Regions from separate parts of the Mus musculus genome. Here all the other regions are linked to region 1. A link is a contact called in public HiChIP or PLAC-seq, Micro-C and promoter capture Hi-C data. All regions are on one chromosome and are shown on one strand. Each heading gives the region's core, a stretch centred on a gene start, on an enhancer-like site or on the middle of the called end of the contact. The rest is flanking DNA. Distances are from core to core; before and after follow the strand shown. Region 1 holds the start of Cog2 (component of oligomeric golgi complex 2). Region 2 holds the start of Galnt2 (polypeptide N-acetylgalactosaminyltransferase 2). Region 3 overlaps Egln1 (egl-9 family hypoxia-inducible factor 1). Region 4 holds the start of Tsnax (translin-associated factor X).

Region 1 (2,700 bases), core at 42-2,541:
GTTGAGGAGGAAAAGGTTTATCTGGCTTACACTTTCAGATCACAGTTCATCATTGGAGGAAGTCAGGACAGCAACTCAAGCAGGGCAGGAACCTAGAACAGGAGCTGATACAGAAACCATGGAGGGTGCTGCTTGTTAGCTTGCTTCCCATGGCTTGCTCAGCCTGATTTCTTAATGAACCCAGGACCACCAGCTCAGGGATGGCCCCACCCACAGTGGGCTGGGTCCTCCCTCACAGAGCACTAATTGAGAAAATGCCTTACAGCTGGATCTCATGGAGGCATTTCCTCAGCTGAGACTCTCTTCTCTCTGATGACTCTAGCTTGTGTCAATTTGACACGCAAAGCCAGCCAGTACACCACTGAATCTTTGCAGCAATTCCAGGGTTAGCACACTAGGCTGAACACAGTCAGGTTCTTTGATAAAGGATGGAGGAAAATATCAGAAGGGAACAGCAAGTTCTAGCCCCAAGCTTCTAGGAATCAGGCAGGTTTCCCAGGAGTCTTTGTTTCTCTCTTGGCGAGCACCTCGGGTCCCTCCCTTGGTACCTCCAATTTGCCACTCTGAAATTATAGCGAGAGGCTGAATGCCACATCTCTCAGACTAATAATAACAGCAGAGAACTGTTCGCTTTGTTAGGTTCGAGGATAATACTTTGAGTTGGCAAGAAGGGCTTTGTTTGATCTTTTACAGGAGGAATCGCTAAATAAGGTGTTGGTGAAGTGTTCTAACAATATCTTCCCATGACAGCTATGATGGTGGTGGTAGCCTGGGTAAAGAGGACCTGGAGACAGGCTGGGGGTTACTAGAGCATGGTCAGCGTATGGCGAGTTCACGTTGCCTAAACTTGTGAGGGTGAAAGATTTGGTAATAAGAATAAAATATTAACAAGAAAGCAAGACTTCTTTGCTACACACAAACCAACATGTTAGGGACATCGGCTGCAGTCCAGCCTATCCAGCACATGCTCAGGCGATAGGGTCTCTGAATTTTACCCCAACATTCAGTTAGAGGGATGGTGTCCTGTTTGGTCTAAACTGAAATACAAAGGGATCACTTTCCTCTGACCATCTTTAAGGGCAGTGACGTTTTCTCTCCTCACCAGGAGAAAAGAACAAGGCTGTCCTGGTTCTTGACTTTTCTCCCAGGCCAGCTGCCTCGGTGCATGCGTGAGGCTGCAGTACCACGCTCGACTCCCGGAGGCAGTAGCGCCAGGCTGGGAGCTTCCGGCTCGAGGGCGCCGCTCTTATCACCAACAGTGCGCAGCCGCCCGCGACGCTCGTCTATTGGCTGTCGCTCGCTGCTGCCATACTGGCGGAAGCGGAAGTGGAGCTGGGACGCTGGGGGTGGGCTGGGCTGCCGCGTCCCCTGCGGTCTTGGCCTTGAGGGGCGGCGGCCGGCGTGATGGAGAAACGCAGGATGAACCTGCCTACGGGGCCGGACACGCTGTGCTTCGATAAGGACGAGTTCATGAAGGTGAGGGCACCCGGCAGATCGCCGCTGAGTTGGCCGGACGCTGAGGCCCGGTGGTTCCCAGAGGCTCCGGCGGGTGTCAGGGACGTGGGATGGAAGGTGGCAGGGGTGTCCAGGCTGAAAACGCTCTGACATTAAGAAGTGGGAACCTGACAGCCTCGCCACGCTGCAACCCAGCGGCCCTGCTTACAAATCTAAACCGAAAACACTTGGCTGATAACATTTCACCGAGCAGGCACAGCCTCCGAACGGCGCAGGCTTTGAGCCTGTTAGTTGTACCTCTCCGCTGTTGTCACTTAAAACAACCCCAAACATATTTACACCCGCTTTCTTTCTCGAGACAGGGAGGGTTTTGAGTTGTAGCCCGGACGGGTCTCGATCCTCCTGTCTTAAGGGCAGAAATGGCAACTGTGAGCTAAAAGTTTGTGCCATTTAATAGTTGCGATTTGAGGGACCATTTCAAAGCTGGTTCCGAGGTTAGGAATTTCTTTCTGTCTCTTTGGCACATAAAATACTAAGCAAACGAGTCCAAGTCTTACTGTATAGAGTGTGTGTGTATGTGTGTGTGTGTTGTGTTTGCATGTGTGCACCCTGCTCCCCTTTCACAATCGAATTTTTCCCTCTGACTTAATTGGCCTATCTCTGTTCTGGTATTTGCATTTAGTTGACATGGCCAAAGAAAGCGCTGAGGTTTTGGTGTTTGGATTTTAATTTATATGTGACTTCTGTACTGTGCCCACGTAGGTTTCCATGTGTGAAAGGCTTTTTTGTGTGTATGTGTCTGCCTTCCTGAGTTTATGTGCACAGTGTGTGCAGAAGCCCTCAGAGGCCAGAAGACTGTGGGGTTCCCTAGAACTGGAGTTACAGGTGCTTGTGAGCTGCCCTGTGGGTGCTGGGAGCCAAACCCTGGTCCTCTGTTAAAGTAGTAAGCACTCTTAACTGCTGAGCCATCTCCAATAAATGAGGTTCAAATGGGATGCTTGAAATAATGATTCAGAAAGCCCCTGTTACATCCTGTGACTTATGGATACCTTGGAAAGAGGGTTAAAAAAAAAGAGCCAAAGGTACATGACAGGGACAAGAGTCTGGAGGAAGAAAGCTTGCCCGGGGATCGTGGCCTGTTTTTACTTTAGGTGAGAAAACTTACTGTGTTCACTGTTCACCATTTAACTCAGGCCTCCTGCAGGCCTTGTGCCAGCAGCTGTTCTGGGCCATTGCCTCAGGGTT
Region 2 (2,700 bases), core at 180-2,679, 290 kb before region 1:
TCCTCTTCCACACTCAGCAATATGACTAACTTTCTGTTTTGCTTTTGTAGTAGCAGTTTTGCTGTCCTTTGACTTCTCAGATAGGAAGCATTTGGAGGCAGGGCTCCGGGTGGGGACTTTCTCTTCTGTCCTCTGCAGTTTTCAACAGATACTGATGCTGATGCTATGCTGGGGGAGGGGCCACTTGCTTGTCTCTTTCCTGCTCTTTGGGGTTTGTCCTGCTTCCTCTTCTTTCCCTTCACTCCCAGGCCTCTGAGGGGCAACAGTTGTTCCCACTTATCTGACTGTCCCCAAGACTCTTGGGTGTTTTCAAGCCTGTCATCTCTTCAGTATTTTACAAATCTCTTCCCTGGTCAGTACAGTGCTCGGATTCTAGTACTTGGAACGGAACTTCTTAGGGTATGAGAAACCTGTCTTCTGTGAAGGGTGTTTGCAGAATGGGGTGCCTGGTGGAATGGGGTGCCTGGTGGAATGGGATGTCTTCAGGAATGGGGTGTCTTCAGGAATGGGGTGTCTGGTGGAACTAAGAGGCTTTCCCTTCTCACTTCTGAGAAGTCTGAAGTTCAGGTGAGGCTCAGAATCCTGGTAGCCCAAGGCTTGCGGTGCTCTTTGTTCAGGATTGGGCAGACTGCCGCCCAGGGAGTTCCTTCCTCCTGCAGTGTGGGCAGATCTCAGAAATATTTGCAGGCTCTCAAGTACTGGAAATTCTTTTCCAGACACAGGGACTTAGAGTCACAAGGTCATGGACAAGGTTACAGTCACCAGAGCTGCTGTCAGGGAACTCGCTGCTGCCTGCTCTATTAAGTGGGTTACTATGCTCACCTCATTCCTTCAAGAAAGCAACCAATAAAAAACCGAAAAGATTTAAAAACATAAATTACCATCTATCTCCCCTCTTTTTCACGTTTATTTAAAACCACCACCATTCCATTTTGCTTTTAAGAGCAGGAAGGGTCATCCTTACAAGCAAGCGCCTTGAAATCTACCTTCCCTGTCTTAGTCTTGTTCAGACCACAGGGCAGTGCATTCCTGTTATCCCAGGACTCAGAAGTCTGATGCAAAAGGAGTGCTGCGAGATTGAGGCCAGCATGGGCTGGATGGTGAGTTCGAGGTCAGTCTGGATTATAGGATGAGACCTTATATTAAAAAAGAGAAAGCACAAATAAAAAATAAAAACCCAAGAACCCACTATTGCCCAAATAGTGAATGTGACGGATGGCGGGCCGGGGCGATCTCTGCAGACTGGCCCATTCCAAGTCTTTGGGGAACCGCGCGTCCGCGCCCGCTGCCTCCACCTGCCACTCCCGGGGGCGCGCAGTGGGCGGGGCGCCGCTGCCATGGAGACTCGGCTCCGCCCCCGCGCCCGCCCCTCAGCGTCGATTGGTCGCCCTTTGCTCCCTGACCCCGCCGCTGGGCCGCCGCTTCCTGCCGGGCGCCGAGCGCCGAGCGCCGAGCGCCGCCCGCCGAGCGCCGCGTCTTCCCGCGCCGCCGCCCCGAGCTCCGCCCGCCGCGCGCTCCGCCCGCCGCGCCGCCAGGCTGCCCGGCGGCCGCCCAGAGCGAGGATGCGGCGGCGCTCGCGGATGCTGCTGTGCTTCGCGCTGCTCTGGGTCCTGGGCATCGCCTACTACATGTACTCGGGGGGCGGCTCCGCGCTGGCCGCGGGCGGGGGCGGCGCCGGCAGGAAGGTGAGTGCCGCGAGGCCTGTGCGCCGACCCGGGCCTGCAGCGGGGAGGCGCCGTGCACCGAGAGTGCTCCCCGGCTCGGGGCAGCAGATGTGGGGACCCTGGCCGGGACGCGCGCCTCAAGTTTTCTCCGGGCCCTCAGGCCAGCGGCGCGAGCTCCGGCCCTGTCCGGCTCACCCGCGGCTCTGGGTGCAGCGACTTGCCTCCCGCATGCGGGGCGCGGGCACCCGGAGCCACGTACCGCCCTGCGCCAGGATCTTGGAGGCTGTTATCTCGCTGGCGACACTGCGCTCCACTCCCTGTGCCGGGATCATAGGGACAACCCTTCCGCCGGACTCCCTGCCCCCTGCTCCGTACTCCGCCCAGATCACCCCGGAGCCCCACTCCCTGCTCCGGGATCTTGGGGATCGTTGTCACCCGAAACCCGGTGCTCCCCGAGCCACATTCCGCCCAACTGGAACCCGCGACCCTCTCGTCTTGCGCCCAGATCTTGGGGACCTTGGTCGGGCTGGAACCCTGGTGCTCCAGTGATCAGAGGCGTGATCCCTCCCTATCCTCCCCATCCAGCACCCCGGCAGTGAGGTCGTACCGTGGTTCTGTCAGACCTCCCGTTCTACTTGCTACACTGCCCACCTCGGCCCTTGGCCGCTCACGGCGGCGGGAACTACCTAGCCTTTTGCGCTTGCATTTCCTAACCCCAAGTCCGCATTTCCTAACCCCAAGTCCCTCCTCGGTGTGTGTCTCTGGTGGGTTCGGTAGTGAGGCCGGGAGTCTTAGAGCTTACAGGTTCTGATTCGGCAGTCATCTCGGCTTGGGTACCGAGTGGACACCGAGCGAGCGTGGGATCCTTGCCTTGGTTGGTGCTGTCTAGGCTGTTGTATTCTCTCCTGAGGGGTTTGTGGTGTTTTACTAGCTAACGAGCTTCGAAATATAGTTATCTTTTCCAAAGATTTGTAGCCCTCCTTACTTGATTTTGAGTAACAGTACACGACCAGAAAAGAATGGAGGTAGATCGCGG
Region 3 (2,700 bases), core at 67-2,566, 410 kb after region 1:
CAACAAGTGTTCTTAACCACTAGGCCATCTCTTCTGTCCCTTACCAGACTGGGATATTTTTTAAAATATGTATTTCTATTACTTGAGTGATCTAGGTGCCCTGGTGCCATGAGATGTGTGTGAAGTCAGAGACAGCTCTCAGGAGACTTCTGTTCTGCCTCCTTGTGCAATCCTAGGACTGACCACCAGGTCTGTGCAAGACCAGGTCTGTGTCTACCAGCTTTGCCATCCCACTGGCTGTCCCCCTGCCCCCGACAGCCACTGGCTCCTTAATGGCATCCTTAGGGAAGCAAAATATTTTAATATTGACAAAGCCCAATTCTTCAATGTTTTTCTCTAGAGGTCATCTGTGGTGTGTGTGTATGTGTGTTCTAAGATACCTTTATCTAGAGTTCACAAAGATTTGCTCTTACATTTTCTTGTAAATGTTATAGGTCTGGGGTTCACTGGAGGCGTGGGACCCATTCTGAGCTAATACTGGTATGTACAGGGTCAAGGTGTCCATGGAGATGGCTCTCTAGAATTATCCACCAGAAGGAGACATAACAAAAACTGCACTGCACTGAATTGTCTTGGTTTCTTGTTTTTTTAGTTAAAAAAAAAAAGAATAATCTGGGCTGGAGAGGTGGCTCAGTGAACATTTATTTACTGTTCTTGCAGAGGACCTGAGTTCAATTTCCAGCACCTATACAGAAACTCACAATTGTTACTAACTCCAGTTCCCTCGGAGGACCCAATGGCCCAGCCTGACCTCTGAGGGCACCCAGCATAACATGGCAGTAAAACACCCATACATATAAAGTTTTTTTAAATAGAAAAAAAAAAATCAATTGAACCAAGCATGGTGGCTCGCATCTGTTGTACCAGCACTTTGGAGGCTGAAACTGAGGACTGCCACAAGTTTGGGGTCATCCTGGGCTACATTTAAGTTTGAGGCCTGTTTGAGCTTTCATCCAGACACACACACACACACACACACACACACACACACAACTGATCCTGTGAGTGTGTATCTACTTCTGAACTCCAGTACAGAGTCCCATCAATGCAGATATTTGACTCACTGTTACCAAGGAGTCCCTAGAACTGCCAAGATCTATTCCTACTCTGCATGACTTTGATCCTCTGTGTTTCCTGAGACTTGAGTCACAGCTCGGGACATGGTGTTCAATGTCCCACTGTTACTGCAGGATGAGCACAGGCCAGGCCAGGTGATAAGCTGAGGTTTATTTGTCCTAACAATGAGTACTAAGGTCTCCCGATGCCACAACTGGCCATCAGCCCACTGGCCATTTCAGTTCCCTTTTTTTCCCTACAGTTTACAGCTTAGTGGTATATTTATAGTAATAGTAAACCTTACAAAGTCACAAAGCAGCAACCTTTCCCTGTGACAGGCAAGATTCTACAGCTGAAATACACACGTGCAATATCCAAATTCTAAAGAAGTGATATCTCCAAAGACAAAGGACTAAGGCCATACTAACTGTCACACACACACACACACACACACAAACGTGTATATAGCATATATTTCTACAACAAATAAATATATATGCACACATGGCCTAAAGAGCTGTTTTGTAAACAGATGACACAGCTTTACCCATTGTCAACAAAAGCTATTTTTAAAATACGTAAGCAGAGTAGACTACACCTTCCAGGTCTGTCGTTTCCACTGTGCAGACCAAGTGGGCACAGTGGCTCCCACTCAGAAGGATGAAGCAGGAGAACCACCCCAAGTTCAAGGCCAGCCTCAGCTATATACTTAAGTTCAAGACCAGGCGATTGTTATCTCCTGTACAAAGCACAACAAACAAACAAAGAGACACACACAAACCCAACTAGGGGCTAGAGACAGAGCTCATCAGTGAAGGGCGAGTACTGTTCTTCCAGAGGACCTGAACTCAAGTTTCCATGTTAGGCAGTTCACAACCACTTACAACTCTAGCTCCAAGGGGATTGGACCCCTGGGCACCAACACTCATTTGCACATACATACGCATAGTTTAAAAGAATGGATTCTTGGGCTGGAGAGATGGCTCAGTGGTTAAGAACACCAACTGCTCTTCCAGAGGTCCTGAGTTCAATTCCCAGCACCCACATGGTAGCTCACAGCTATCTGTAATGGGACCTGATGCCCTCTTCTGGTGTGTCTGAAGACAGTTACAGTGTATTCATATAAATACAATATATATATATATAAAGAATAGATACTAAAAGAAAATCAAACCAAACTTGGTCCCACAAGAAATGTCTTAAAGTCCAAAGTAACACAGGCTTCTCAAAATGCAATTTTTTTTGATGAGAGAAAACAGTTACCATATGAATTAACATCAAGTCAGTCTACAAGTCTGACAATAAGCCAATGGCAGGTGTGACTAAGGCTAAAGAAGTCACACGGGGGCGGGGCGGAGTGGGACATGGCAAAGCTACCCCAAAGTAGCAGCCATTATTTTATAATTTAGTTTCCAAAGCTTCCTCAGACTGGGTGTGACCCTGGGATTGATTCTCAGCAAGGAACAAAAACAGAGTAGGAGTCTACACACCTTAAAATAAACCTTAGGGGCTGGACCGTGGTGGTGCATGCCTTTAATCCCAGCACTTGGGAGGCAGAGGCAGGCGGATTTCTGAGTTTGAGGCCAGCCTGGTCTACAGAGTGAGCTCCAGGACAGCCAGGGCTACACAGAGAAACCCTGTCTC
Region 4 (2,700 bases), core at 56-2,555, 490 kb after region 1:
AATCCCTGTAGCCCCACATCGTCAAAAATAGTGGAATACTGGTTTTGTGTGTCAACTTGACACAAGCTGGAGTTATCACAGAGAAAGGAGCCTCCCTTGAGGAAATGCCTCCATGAGATCCAGCTGTAAGACATTTTCTCAACTAGTGATCAAGGGGGGAGGGCCCAGCCCATTGTGGGTGGTGCCATCCCTGGGCTAGTGGTCCTGGGTTCTATAAGAAAGCAGGCTTAGCAAGTCAGAGGAAGCAAGCCAGTAAGAAACACCCCTCCATGGCCTCTACATCAGCTCCTGCCTCCAAGTTCCTTCCTGTGTGAGTCCCTGTCCTGATTTCCTTTGGCATGAATAACGATGTGGAAGTATAAGCTGAATAAACCCTTTCCTCCCCAACTTATTGGTCATGTTTTGTGCAGGAATACAAACGCTAAGACAACTGGTGAATGTGGGCTCAGAAGTCACAGAAATTCAAGATGGTTATGTGTCCAACATTCATCCATTGTTGTTCCCCCACAGCCTTTTCATGCAGGACTCTGCCCAAACCATCTAGCTTTTTGCTGATTCAATGGTGACAGCTTATGGCCTGATTTTTGAGCTGGGAGACCCTCCTGTGATGCTGTTGTGGCCTTGACTTCACTGGCTAATTCTACGTATATCATTTCCATAAGTGTGTCTGTTCCTAAGTTAACAAGAACAGACTGTGTGACTAAAATGTCTGTAACATGCACATGGCTGAACTTGACTCAAGATGTTGGGCTTTGTTCAATAAGTAATCTTAATTGAGCATGGTCTCTAATGGGCTGCTGGAAGCCTCAAAGGAATGGTACTAGCTAGGTGAGGTAGCATGTGCTCAAACAACAGCCTTAGGGCTTGACAATGTGACCAAACTTTCCATCTATTCCAAAGCTGCTTCTCTTCGAAGACCTTGCGACACTTCCAGGTGCCACGCACCCAGCACATGCCAAGGGCATGCATGGACGCAGGAGGCTGCTCAGAGAGGCGAGGGGACAGGAGGCCGCTGCCCGCGACAGGACTACACAGCTCAGGTAGGCACTCAACGGCTTGCACCACAACCTGGCACACCGGAAGCATGCGCGACTGAGAGAGAGCGCCGGGTAGGCACTTGGACGTGGGAGAAGCCGGGACACAGACCGGAAGTATGTGCAGCACAGGGAGCGCGCCGGGAGCCCGGCCGGAAACGTGCGCTGCTGCAGGAGCGCGCCCGCCCGCATGCCCGCCCAGGCGGTGTGGGACACGGGCCGGAAGTGTGTGCGGCCGAGGGGACTCCGCGGCGGACGCAGCTCCCGGCTGAGGCTGCGTGAAGGATCCGCTTCCGGCGGCCGCCTACTGCGACCAGGGTGGTGTGCGCTGTCACCCACGGGCTCAGCGCGGCGTCCCGCGACGGCCTTTCGCTGAGCTGGCCCGGCGGCTGCGATCCCTGCGCGTGCAAGCCGAGGCCCCGCGGCCATGAACGGCAAAGAAGGTGCGGGGCCGGCGCGTGGAGGGGAGGGGCTGGCAGGGCCTGGCCCCTGTGCTCGGCTGTCACCGTGCCATCCATCGCACGCCCCCAGGGGACCCTGCGGACCGACCCAGAGCGCAGCCGGGTGCCTGGGGTCTCAAGCCGCGTTTTGTGCGACCCCTGCACCAGTGCACGAGTTTGGGGACCTGTGTGTGGCTGGAGAGGTCGAGCCCTGTGGGTACCGGGGGACGAAGGGGATAGCCTGGGCTGTGCTAGCGCGGCATCGCAAGGGCTCCATCCATCTCTTCTTTTCTGCCTAAGGACCAGGAGGGTTCAGGAAGAGGAAGCATGACACCTTCCCACATAACCAAAGGAGAGAGGGGAAGGATGCCAGTTTGTCTTCGCCGGTGATGCTGGCCTTCAAATGTAAGTTTCCATTAGGAGAATTAGAACCATAACCGTAACAATCGTGTCGCCGTAGTGTTCGGGTGTGGGGTCGGTTAGGGAGCCTTTAGTCCATGCCGATGTAAGGCTTAGTTTTCCTGAATGTTTCGTGTTGGTGCTAGGTCTGCCCAGAAAAAAAAAAAATCTGTATTCTAAACATTCCGATATCAGGATAACTTGACCAAGTTAATAGAACAAGAATACCAGTGTACATGTATGTACGAGATTCACTAATAGTTCCTGTTCTATGCAGAGTGCTACCTCAAAATAAGTCTTGCCAGTCTAGTAACCAATCTAACACACTCTAAATATAAATATATGTGCTAGTAAATGGTAAGTGTGAAGATGATGTTACATACAGAACAGTTGGTAAGAATGTGGCAGATATTTCCATATTATTTAACATTTAATGCTTTTTATGTGGGACTTTTTACTGTTTACTAATGTTAATATAGGCCACCATAGTCAAGGGCTTTGGGATATAGATGTTTGCCACTTTGCATTTGCTAAAAGTAACGCAAAGTAAAAACTGCTTCATATTTAGGAAGAAAGAATTAGGTTGCACCTTGTAAAGAGAAGGGTCCCAGCTAATGTGTGGACAGTTTTGTTTTTGTTTTTGTGTTTTTTTCTTTTTTGTTTTTGTTTTTTTTTTCGAGACAAGGTTTCTCTGTGTAGCCCTGGCTGTCCTAGAACTCACTCTGTAGACCAGGCTGACCTCGAACTCAGAAATCCACCTGCCTCTGCCTCCCAAGTGTTGGGATTAAAGACGTGCGCCACTCCCCCCCCTCCCTCTTCCCGGCTAA

The links. Promoter capture Hi-C pulls out the DNA fragments that hold promoters and counts their contacts. Hi-C and Micro-C count contacts between places; a contact is called where the count stands out from the background. HiChIP or PLAC-seq counts read pairs in DNA pulled down with a chosen protein or histone mark.
Region 2: a contact with region 1 is called in a promoter capture Hi-C map of liver, with 3 times the contacts expected there. The contact joins the promoter of Galnt2 here to the promoter of Cog2 in region 1. A contact is called at or near these places in 4 of 39 promoter capture datasets (liver, pre-B cells and stem cell-derived epiblast-like cells), 3 of 484 Hi-C or Micro-C datasets (CD4 T cells and embryonic stem cells), 1 of 115 datasets of contacts at active chromatin or transcription factors (intestinal villus epithelium) and 1 of 9 other capture datasets (adipose tissue).
Region 3: an H3K4me3 HiChIP or PLAC-seq map of bone marrow-derived macrophages shows a contact between it and region 1, with 10 times the contacts expected there. The contact joins the enhancer-like site here to the promoter of Cog2 in region 1. A contact is called at or near these places in 4 of 39 promoter capture datasets (embryonic stem cells, liver and stem cell-derived epiblast-like cells) and 1 of 115 datasets of contacts at active chromatin or transcription factors (bone marrow-derived macrophages).
Region 4: a contact with region 1 is called in a Micro-C map of embryonic stem cells, with 4 times the contacts expected there. The contact joins the promoter of Tsnax here to the promoter of Cog2 in region 1. A contact is called at or near these places in 2 of 39 promoter capture datasets (liver and stem cell-derived epiblast-like cells) and 2 of 484 Hi-C or Micro-C datasets (both in embryonic stem cells).

The regions. Positions count from the first base shown.
Region 1 is chr8:124,519,476-124,522,175 of GRCm38.p6, forward strand. It overlaps Cog2 (component of oligomeric golgi complex 2), which reads left to right and starts at 1,292. Exons shown (of 18, transcript NM_029746.3): 1 at 1,292-1,476. The coding sequence starts at 1,405.
Region 2 is chr8:124,229,965-124,232,664 of GRCm38.p6, forward strand. Galnt2 (polypeptide N-acetylgalactosaminyltransferase 2) reads left to right here and starts at 1,430. Exons shown (of 16, transcript NM_139272.2): 1 at 1,430-1,685. The coding sequence starts at 1,563.
Region 3 is chr8:124,931,400-124,934,099 of GRCm38.p6, forward strand. All of the region lies in intron 1 of Egln1 (egl-9 family hypoxia-inducible factor 1), which reads right to left. Among named protein-coding and RNA genes, the nearest start is that of Gm46060, 15 kb to the right of the region's middle. Within about 2 kb of position 1,317, at least 3 of the 459 cell types and tissues checked have an H3K27ac peak or open chromatin away from gene starts, as enhancers often do. A contact at or near this core is called in bone marrow-derived macrophages, where this site is marked.
Region 4 is chr8:125,011,736-125,014,435 of GRCm38.p6, forward strand. Tsnax (translin-associated factor X) reads left to right here and starts at 1,306. Exons shown (of 6, transcript NM_016909.3): 1 at 1,306-1,477; 2 at 1,775-1,879. The coding sequence starts at 1,462.